Regions from separate parts of the Mus musculus genome. Here region 2 is linked to region 1. A link is a contact called in public promoter capture Hi-C data. All regions are on one chromosome and are shown on one strand. The core of a region is the stretch at or near the end of the contact, and the rest is flanking DNA. Distances in the headings are between cores, read along the strand shown. Region 1 has its middle 550 kb from the start of Gm39038. Region 2 holds the start of Ntrk3 (neurotrophic tyrosine kinase, receptor, type 3).

Evidence for each region. Promoter capture Hi-C pulls out the DNA fragments that hold promoters and counts their contacts.
Region 2: a promoter capture Hi-C map of hippocampal neurons shows a contact between it and region 1, with 5 times the contacts expected there. The contact joins the promoter of Ntrk3 here to the enhancer-like site in region 1. A contact is called at or near these places in 5 of 39 promoter capture datasets (cranial neural crest, frontonasal cranial neural crest, hippocampal neurons and 2 more), 3 of 484 Hi-C or Micro-C datasets (the N1E-115 cell line, cerebellar granule neurons and cerebral cortex), 7 of 115 datasets of contacts at active chromatin or transcription factors (embryonic forebrain, embryonic hindbrain, embryonic midbrain and 4 more) and 2 of 9 other capture datasets (adipose tissue and embryonic stem cells).

The regions. Positions count from the first base shown.
Region 1 is chr7:78,025,114-78,030,193 of GRCm38.p6, forward strand. No RefSeq gene overlaps it. Among named protein-coding and RNA genes, the nearest start is that of Gm39038, 550 kb to the right of the region's middle. Within about 2 kb of position 2,333, at least 20 of the 459 cell types and tissues checked have an H3K27ac peak or open chromatin away from gene starts, as enhancers often do. A contact at or near this core is called in the N1E-115 cell line, forebrain, hippocampal neurons and 1 more, where this site is marked.
Region 2 is chr7:78,574,738-78,579,817 of GRCm38.p6, forward strand. Ntrk3 (neurotrophic tyrosine kinase, receptor, type 3) reads right to left here and starts at 3,101. Exons shown (of 17, transcript NM_008746.5): 1 at 2,799-3,101. The coding sequence starts at 3,046.

The sequences.
Region 1 (5,080 bases), core at 1,083-3,582:
TGCTTACCCTCAGATGCTTCACATTTAGTTGAGTCTATCAAGTTTTATTTTATTGCCATCTTTTGTCCAGGTACTGATATTCTTTTGGCATTAAAGGTAATGGCCTTTGTCCTGAAGATGTTTCCTTCCTATATGGAAGGCCTTGGCTTTGTCTGCATTGAGGCTTTCACAGAGTTGGTGAATATATGTTTTTAGGTCAGTAAAAGTTTCCTATACTTCCATTGGCTCTGCCAGAGCCTGACCAATACAGATGTGGATGCTTGCAGCCAACCACTGGACTGAGCTCTGGGAACCCCAATGGAGGAGTTAGGGGAAGGACTGAAAGAGCTTAGGGGGTTCACAACCTCATAGGAAGAACAACAAAATCAGCCAAACAGATCTCCCAGGGACTAAACCACCAGCCAAAGAGTACACATGGAGGGATTCATGGTGCCAGCTGCATATGTAGCAGAGGATGGCCTTGTGGGACATCATGGGAGGGGAGGCAGTTGGTCCTGTGAAGGTGCAATGCCCAGTGTAGGGCAGTGAGGTGAGAATGGAAGGGGGAACACCCTCATAGAAGCAGGGGGAGGGGTTATGGATAGGGAGTTTGTGAAGGGGAAACTGGGAAAACGGATAATATTTGAAATGTAAATGAATAAAATATCCAATAAAAATATTCATCTTATGATTTGTTCTCCAGACCTGAGATTATAATTTTAGGGTTGGGTAAAATTGATGAGCACCATTAAGGGTGGGTCTTAGGAGTTTGCTTCCTTGCTCAGCTCAGTCTCTCCATGGTTCGTTTTTCTGAACTGCATGAAAATCCTTGAATCTGGCAGGCATGGTTCTCCTCATAAACCTTTCCACCAGGGTCTCTACTGTTAATCCAGTGTGCCTGAGCCAAAAATAGCCTTACAGTTTCAACCATATGTGTCTTGCTGGCTCAAAGCTGGTGGCATTTCAGTAGCCTAAGATCAATAAGGCATAAGGGAAGGAAGCAATGTGTACAAATATATCTTTTGATAGCTTAGTGTCTGCTTTCCGACATCTTAATTTTTCTTGCCAAGCACAAATATCTTCTGGGCTGACCCATCACATCCACATTATCTGGGAGAAAAAGAAATCTTATATTCAGAATAATAGGTTACAACCTATTCTGAATCATGTGTCATATTCATAGTGGCACATCATAGAGAGAATGAATTACAACCTAGAATGTCATGCCTGTTCTTGGAGAATGTCCATATGTCAAAAGAGATCAACACAAAGGCTGATCTGATTAAAATAGTGGATGAAGCATTGGTGCCTCTGTTGTTCCTGTGTGACAGTTGAGATTTTCCTGATCCTTATGTTAGCAGGGTTTTCCCACTAAAGAGGTGATCAACATTCATAGTTCCCTTTACTGACCTACTATAGTGCTGCATATATTTTCTAGATCAATGGTGCATGAACTAGCAGCATCAGAATCACCTGGGAACTTGTAAAAATGCAAATACTATGGTCAGTTCCAGACCTGATTACTCAGATATTCTAGCCCTCCCTGGGTGGAGCCAGCAGTATTGACTAAAGATAGCTTTCAAGATTATCCCAGTGGGTGCTACAGTCTGGGAAACAGCTCTAGATAGATGGCCAGCACTTCAAGAAGCATGAGTATCCCAAGAGATAAGTTAGCAGCTTTTAGTTTCCTAATGTCTTTCTCTAGAGACTCTCAAAAGAGATCACAGAGTCCCTGATATTCCTGTGCATAGATTTCCTCCTGCCATCTCCTCATCAGGAGATTATAATATGATCTGGTACAACATCATTAAGACATTTTGTTCAAATATTTGTTTGACAGTGTGTGCGGGGGATGAGGGAAAGAGAGAAAGAGAGCACTCTCATGAGCTCAAGAAGAATGTATGCATTCAAAGGGTGAGCATTCATAGAGGTGTTAGAAAAGTGACCTTTCTACCTTTAAGAACATTCTAGCAAGTTCTCAGATTTGTCAAAACTGAAACACAGGAGGAAAACACCACTCAGCCTTTCTTAAGTAAGAATTGCCAAACACATGGTAGCCCACCATCTGTGAGTATGATGATGCGTCTGGAGCCCTCATTATCCCCCTGTGCACAGGAAGGGATCAGACTAGCCACTCTGAGAACAAATCTGGAATTCATTTATAGCCATACAGGAGCCAGTTTGAGCAGTGATCTCTGCAGTCTACTAGCATTACCCACAGCCTAACCTGTCACAGCTCCTGCCTAGAGAGAATTTATGTCAAGGCTGGTGTATTATTGTCACTGCCCACTCTGTGCAGCACAGTGAAGATGACATTTAGCGAAGTTTCACTGCTCTGGTATCCTGTATGCAGGCTTGTGTGTGCATCAAGTGACTTCCCTTAAAGGGAGCAGGAACTGAAGAGGTGCCAATGAGCCTACAGTGAAACAGATTCCTCCCACGTCTTAGCAGCTCACAGGGAAGGAAAGACGGATCAGATAAACCAAAAAGTGAGCAATCAGTCTGATCTGTTCAGGTCCTGCTTGCTAAGAACAGGCAAATGAAACACAGAATATTGTGTCCCTGTATATATGGCACAGAAATATTACATGTGTATAACATCCTATGTTTATATGTTTTATATTCTATATTATATAAAATATTCTATATATTATATTTTACATAATATATGATATTCTAACTATGTAATACATATACTTATATTGTGCCTGTGTATGTATGTGTGTGTGTATGCCTGTATAAATGTTTGTATGTGTGTATGTATATAAGTTACATATATACATACACACAATCTGTGCCTATATGTATGTATGTATGTATGTATGTATGTATGTATGTTATCATTGCATGGTTGGCAGTGTAGAAGCCCAAGAAAGAAACCATATCTTCAGGAGAGATGAGAACAACTCAATAAAGATGATGCTGTTGATGACAGCCACAGTGGGGATGAGGATAGGTATGCTACCCGCAATTCATTTGTTACTGCACACCTTCACTGCATCATGAATATTAGCTTATTTAATTTTTACAAGAGACCCCAGAAGGGGAACTATTTTTTTTTCTATTTCATAACCAAACTATGGTATATGAAGCTTAGATGGTTTAACTAAAATTTGCAGTGGAATAGAAATTCAAACTTACACGGTGTCTAGATACATAAAAATACTTCCTGAATATGTGAGTGTAGTTGTGAATAAATGGAACATAATCATGAATGAATCAGCTGTACCTGACGACCAGAACCAGTTTCACCCCCAGCACTAATGTGTGCTGTTGTTTTAAACTCTGCCTTGGGTTTACATCTATAGTAATTCTCACCTTGTCAAACCCAAAGTCCAATTCTAAGTATCAAAGAATGCATGGGGCAGGCAGCTCACTTAAGTGACTGCTTGAGAAGATCATTTAACTCTGCTTGGAAATATATAGGTGACTGGCAGAAGGTTCTTCCTGAGTGTGCCTGAAAAGCTTACTGTTTAAATGAGGAAGCAGAGTAGAGAAGACCCATTCTCACCAGTGTGAGTGGGCATCAACTGATCCTGTGATAGCCCAAGTACAAGAAAAATGCCAAGGAACTACATAGATTTTCCTAAAGAAATGGGGCTGTTCTAGTCTTCAGGACCCAAGACCTACACCAGTACTTCTGACTGGCTTACTTAAACAATATTGCTGGCTCCACCAGGAAGCCTATGGTGTCTGAGTAAGTAGATCTGTGGCTAAATCTATTATTTGCATTTTATTAAGTTTCCTGGTGATTCTGACACTACTCGTAAACACACACACATACACATGCACGCACGCACGCACGCACTCACGCATGTGTGTGCAGTCTTGGTATATGCAATAAGTTATACAGGTTTTCCTAGTTCTCCAGCTTGCAGATAGAGTATTGAGGGGCTTCTCGGTTCCCACAGTTCTGTGCACCATCTCCTTTAGGTATCTTTCTATATGTAATTAGTTCTGATTTCCTGGAGAACACTAACAAAGACATTGCCTTAGTCCATGCTTTCCCATGATTGCTCCAGCTGAAAGGTACCACTCTTACCTAAACATTCTCTAAAGCTTTGCTCAGAATTTCCGCTAGTGGAGAGGAAAAAGTTCTGAACAATGATGCTCTTCCTGTCTCTTGTCTGTTCAGCCCTGGTAGGATCACACTATCATTTTGTAGCTACTTGCCCGGCTCCTGGACTAGTCTCTTTGTCAGGAGGGATAATGACGTTATTTTTGTATTTCTGGAGACTATTCCTACTCTAAGTACACATTACTTCCCACAAAATGTTTGTGCTGTTCATGCATATATGGGAAATTCCATGGAGGGAGAAGTTCTACTTGGCATTTGCACAGCAGATGTCTGTTTGTCCCTGTGCATTTACACTGACAAATGCTCAGTAAAAGGGACAGAAGAAAGTAAGTTGACTCGAATCTGAGAAAGAAATCACACACACACACACACACACACACACACAGAGAGAGAGAGAGAGAGAGAGAGAGAGAGAGAGAGAGAGAGAGAGAGAATGCAGAGAATGCAGAGAATGCAGAGAATGCAGAGAATGTTATTCTTGGACCAGATAATTTTTGTTATTGGGTCTATCTATTTCTTTATATTATTGTTATTAGAAAGCCTGGCCTTAATTCCTGAGAAGCCAGTAGCAGGATTTTATTGTCATTTATGAAACTGACGTAGCAAAAAACTATGGCTGAATACCTCCTATGGGGTAAAAATCCGCTCTAGGTGATGACAATAGAAGCTATTTGAATTTTTGTATTTCTAAGTTAAACCCATGCAGACCTCTGCCTTGTGATATAGTCTGACATGAAATACAATAGGATCAGACAAGATCGGGCGCGTACATGAAACTCAAGAAGAATGAAGACTGAAGTGTGGACACTATGCCCCTCCTTAGAATTGGGAACAAAACACCCATGGAAGGAGTTACAGAGACAAAGTTTGGAGCTGAGATGAAAGGATGGACCATGTAGAGACTGCCATATCCAGGGATCCACCCCATAATCAGCTTCCAAACGCTGACACCATTGCATACACTAACAAGATTTTATCGAAAGGACCCAGATGTAGCTGTCTCTTGTGAGACTATGCCGGGGC
Region 2 (5,080 bases), core at 1,851-4,350, 550 kb after region 1:
AGGTCTCTTCTACCCAAAGCTCTGGATGGGCACAGCCACCACTCAGAATGATACCACAAGAGTTGGGGCCACAAGGAAACAAAACCTTGTCTGTCTAAAAACTCAGCACAAAGAGTTCACTCTCGGAGGATGGATACTTGAGAAGAACCTGAGGAGACGCCGTCTCTCCATGCCTAGAATTTGTCCAGCCGCACGCCATCACCCAGAGCTCCAGGCTGACAGGCGATGCCCCCTCCTGACCCTGGATCTCTAGACACACGAGTCTGAAGGACACTTTCCCAGGCCCCCCTAGGGTTGGATCCTCTCCTGCCCTGTGCTTCTCTTTCTTTAAGCCCCACCTCTACCAGCAGGCCTTGGGTTGGGGACCTGGGATATATGTTGTATAGCCCATTATTCAGTGCTAAGATCCGATGGAAGGCGGGCTTGGGAAAGGCTACCTTTTCCCTTAATCTTCCATGTCTTAAAGAGTAAGAGAGCAACAAGGGCATGTTCTTCCCTGGATGAACATGAATCCTCTCCCTCCTCGGGACTCCTTGCCTCTGGAGTGGGAGTCTGAGCCCCTTCTTGAGTTTAGTCAATACCAGACGCAGGCATAACAGGACACTGGGGGGAAGATGGGGTGAGGGAGGGTCATCTAACCCCTGACCTCTGACCTTCCCTACCACTTTCTCTTTGATGTCAGATGGGTTTAGGAGAGAGTCCTGATGGCTGCTGAGTCCAGTTCCCACTGAGCGGCTCCCAGTCTCCCTGCTCAGATCGCCACAGGCACTCTCCTGGGATCCTCTAATGCCAGGAGAGGAGCAAGAGGCCAACTGTGTCCCCTCCTCCCACCAATGTCTCCGGGGAACAACTAATCCTACTCCCCCCCCCCCATAGAACCGCTTCCCCAAACCTCATTTTGAGAGGTGTGACACCTCTTCGTGACCATAAAGAGCCTATCTGATTGTGACCAATCCTGCCTCCCTGAGGGTTCCCAGGGACATACACATCCTTAGAGCAGAGAACAAGGCAGACACAGCTCACTGGCTCCCAAACTCTCCAGCCCTTGGCACATCCAATCACCTGAAAATCTCCATGCCCAACTCCAGAGCACAGGCCACTAAGCTCTTTGCAGCCATCCCTACAATCCAGGGGCCAAGCTTCCCTGAAACATATTCCTCCAGACCTTGCTCCTGGACAGACACTGGCCTCCAAGTGGGTAGAGGCTTCTCCTTTGCTCTCTTCTCCCCTCCCCTTACCCCTTTGCTGTCTATCTGGACATCCTTGACCATCCTGGAGGTAGTAAGGAATGAAAGGCAGAGCTAAGATATGGGTCAGGATTGTCTCCAGGAGTCGGGGACATCTTCTGGGGCTGTTCATCTCCCTCAAAGTGTAAGCTGCAAGAACACAAGCTGGTCTCTCTTATACCAAGAGAACTGGTGGGCTTTGGAGAGAGCCTGACTCCAATTCCTTCAGGCTTTGTAGTCCTGAGGCAATGGTTGGAGCAAAGAGGGGAGGGGGTGGACACTGAGAGGGCAGTAGCCACAGCACACTGGGTCCCTTCTTGCTCTAGTCCGTCCCCAAGGCAAAGAGCTACCCTAAACGTCTCCCTCAGAGCCTGGCCACCGTCCTAGTCAGTCCTGGGGCTCCCAAGGGATGAGAGCACGGGGCAAAAACCAATGAGCTGCCCTCCGAGCATCCAAGAGCTATCCACACCCTTCTCCTTCCTGGGGCAGAGAGGTCAGAGGGGTGGTGGTCACCTGGCTGAAGAATGAAGAATGAAAGAAAGGCTATGCAGGCTCCTGGCCCTGACTCTTCCTTTCACTCCTTCACAGGCCTCTGGCCCCATCCCTACCAAAGAAACACAACAAGAAAAGAGCAGGCCACTACACAGGGTCCCACTCAGCCGGGGCAAACCAGCCAAACGCCACGCAGAGTTCAATTTTTGAGAGAAAGGGGGTGGGGGGAAGGAACCGCAGAATTGTGAAAGAAATTTCCTTCCCAAAACCCAGGTCGTCCTCTCTCTCCTGCCTCCAGCAACCTGACTCAGAATTACCCTGGGCAGTTATGGAAGCCCAAGCCAGGAAAGGGTCTGTAGGCGCCCAGATGCAGATGAGGGTGGGAAAGGGGGGGATGTCTCGGAAATGCCCAAAATGGGGTTGGAGAAGGCGGCGGGAGGTGGGGGGGAGGAAAAGCAAAGAGGTAGGCGTCCATGACGGCCAGAACACGTCCGAAGTCTCCTCGGGAGAAGCCAGCTTCCAACTTGTTTACTTATTGGCATGTTTTGCTCTCTCCAAAGGGAAACAGTTTTTTTTTTAAAAAATCCCGATTGGTTCTCAAGCAGTCCCTATCTGTCACCTTCCCTCCAAGGCTAGGCTAAGCTTTGCCTCTGCCGCCGCTATCTGCCACCGCCTGTCAGGGAAACGAGACGCCTCTACTTTATTCCACTTGAGCGTGGCCAAACTGTTGCTATTTAGTGGGGGGCATAGAACCCAATTCGCACCCTCGAAACGAGCAGGCAGAGGGTGGGGGCGGGGACAGGAGCTGGGCCCGGGTGCACTCCGCCCGGAAGGGTCCTCTCCAGGGAGAGGTACCCACCAGCATCATCAAATCACGCCTGGCTAGGGCTGGAGTCACCTGAAACACGCAGCCCTACAGCATCTCCCGAGCCAGGGCGAGCCTGATGCGCACCCGGCGGGCTGCGAACAGAGGCGAGCTGGGGAGCGCAGGGCCAGTTCCCGGGCCGCGGGCGGGCAAGACGGAGACGCGAAGCTGGGGCGGGGGTGGGGGGCGGGCTGGGTAGCGGCCGCCTGACTTACATGGAAGTGATATTCCTTGAGATGTCCGTAATGTTGATGCTGGCGTTCCCATTGCTGTTCCCTGAATCCTGCCCTTCCAGGAGAGGGAAGAGGTTCCCATCGTCCGGCCGCCGGCAATTGATCTCAGTCTTGCTGCAGACACAATTTGCAGGGCAAGCCAGCACGGAGCCCACATAGTCCAGCCAGACGCTTCCCAGCAAGAAAATCCGCCAGAAACTACACTTGGCTGGGCAAAGAGAGACATCCATCTCCGATCGCTGCTTCTAAAAAAGAGGAGGAGGAGGAGAGGAGAGGGGGGTGGGGTGGGGGGAGTGGGGAGAGCAGGGGGGGAAGGAAACAAAGACAGCGAGGGAGGGGGGAAGGGGGAGGGGGGCCTCTGCCTTTGAAACGCCGAACGATCAGATGCAAAATCCTTCAGCGTCGGAAACCATCGCGGCCGCCGCCGCCACCGGGTGGGAGCCGCGGGGAGCGCCTAGTGGCGCGGTCTGCCGGGCATGGTGGCCGGCTCGGCGCTCGCCGGCTTGCGGGGTCCAGAAGCTCTGGAAACGAGGCGCGCTCTCCGACTCCGAGACTTTGCAGGGTTGTAACAACAGACGGTGGGAAGGCAAAAATAATAATAAAAAAAGAAAAAAAGATGGTGCTAAAGTCACCAAGTCCCACCTCCTAGGCAGAATTAAAACGGACACACCTGCAAAACACACTCGCACACACTCACATACACACGCGCGGAGCTGGAGGAAGGAGGAGAAGGAAGATGCAGTCAGAGCTGCAGCAGTCGCGGCGAATGGCTCGCTACGCGCCTGCAGAAATGTACAAGTGCTCCGAGCCTTACGAAACGCACGGGTTATCGGAGCGTCTTCCTCGGTTCCCTCCCTCCCTCCTCCCCTCCCTCCTCGCGGCCTCCTCCCCCCCCCCCGCCCCCCGCCCGGGCTGGGAGAGGCAGGAGAGCGGAATCTCCCCCTCCCTCCCCTCCCCACACCCCTCTCTCTCCCCGCCCGTCCTCTCCCTCCTGCTTCCCCACCCACCCACCCACTCGCCGGCTCTCGGCTCTCGCCGGTACCGCCACCCGCAGCCGCGCCGCTGCCCGCCCGCTCCACGCCCGCGCCCGCTCGCTGCAGCCGAGGGGAAAACGAGACGGAAAGGAAAAGTTGCAGTTGGGATTCCGAGGGTCGGCGTTGGGGAGGGAGAGTTGGCAAGCTGACTGAGCAACACGAAAGGCGTTCTCCCTTCCACTTTTTGGCCCTCGTGCTGCCCGGTTTTGCTGCAATCTCCTCCGCAGGAGGAAGCGAAATGAGCGTGGCCCAGGTGACCCGGGATGCTCCCCAGCCTGAGTGAGGGTCTCGGGCTCACGGACAGTGACGGGAATCAGGAGCGCACAGGAACCCGAGCGAGGCAGCCAGGGACGCCGGCCGCAGACGTGCAGACCTAGATCTGAATGACACTCATTTGGGTAATCAAGAGTCCCGGGAGCTGGGCTCAGCTTGGGAGGGGACTGCGTGGCATGGCACACTGAGTGCCCCTGAGCCTATTGCTCCTTCTTGGCGGTGCGTTATGGGTTCCGCCTTGGACAAACAGGGACCAGAGAAGGAGAGAAAGAGGGAAGGAGCGCCTGCAGGACTGCGCTGGAGAACCGAGGTGGCCCAGGGCGAGCGATTCATGCGAAAGAAGCGGCCAGGAAATTGAGATGCGAAGGGCATTTTTTGGCAAGCACCACGCCAGCACCGTCGGAGGCCAGCTTCTTGGGCTCAGCCCTCGGGTGCGCCGAGCTGGCAGCCTGGTGAGGGGGTGGGCGGACTGCTCTCTCCGGATGATTTGGGGGGCACAGAACCTCCTCTTTCCCTCCCCCACAAACACCCCTTCCTGGTAGGGGCTCAAAACAGGTGCAGCCTTCGAGGCAAGTTTAGACCTGATGGGGAGAGAAGTATAGCCCCCGCTTTTTGCCTTGATAGGATTGTTTTAAAAATAAAATGCAAATGTAAATATGCCAAATGCGAGCTATTTCCTGAGAAAGCCTGAGATTTTGCTGTGGGAAAGGAGAAGAAAGGGTTAGGGGAATCCGAGCAGGCAGACACACTACAGCATTCACACGCAGAAGAAAGCAGCGCTCTCCTCCCCGAGCTTGGGTGAGGGCAGGCAAGGAAGCAAAATACATTGAATTCAACAGCATCCAGGATCTGAAAGGATTCTCCCCCGCCCCCCTGTGGATTCCAATGCAGGTCATGCAACTTGCAGGCAAGATGGGGGGAAGGGGTATTGCGGTGCCACCAGCCTGCCCCTAGTGC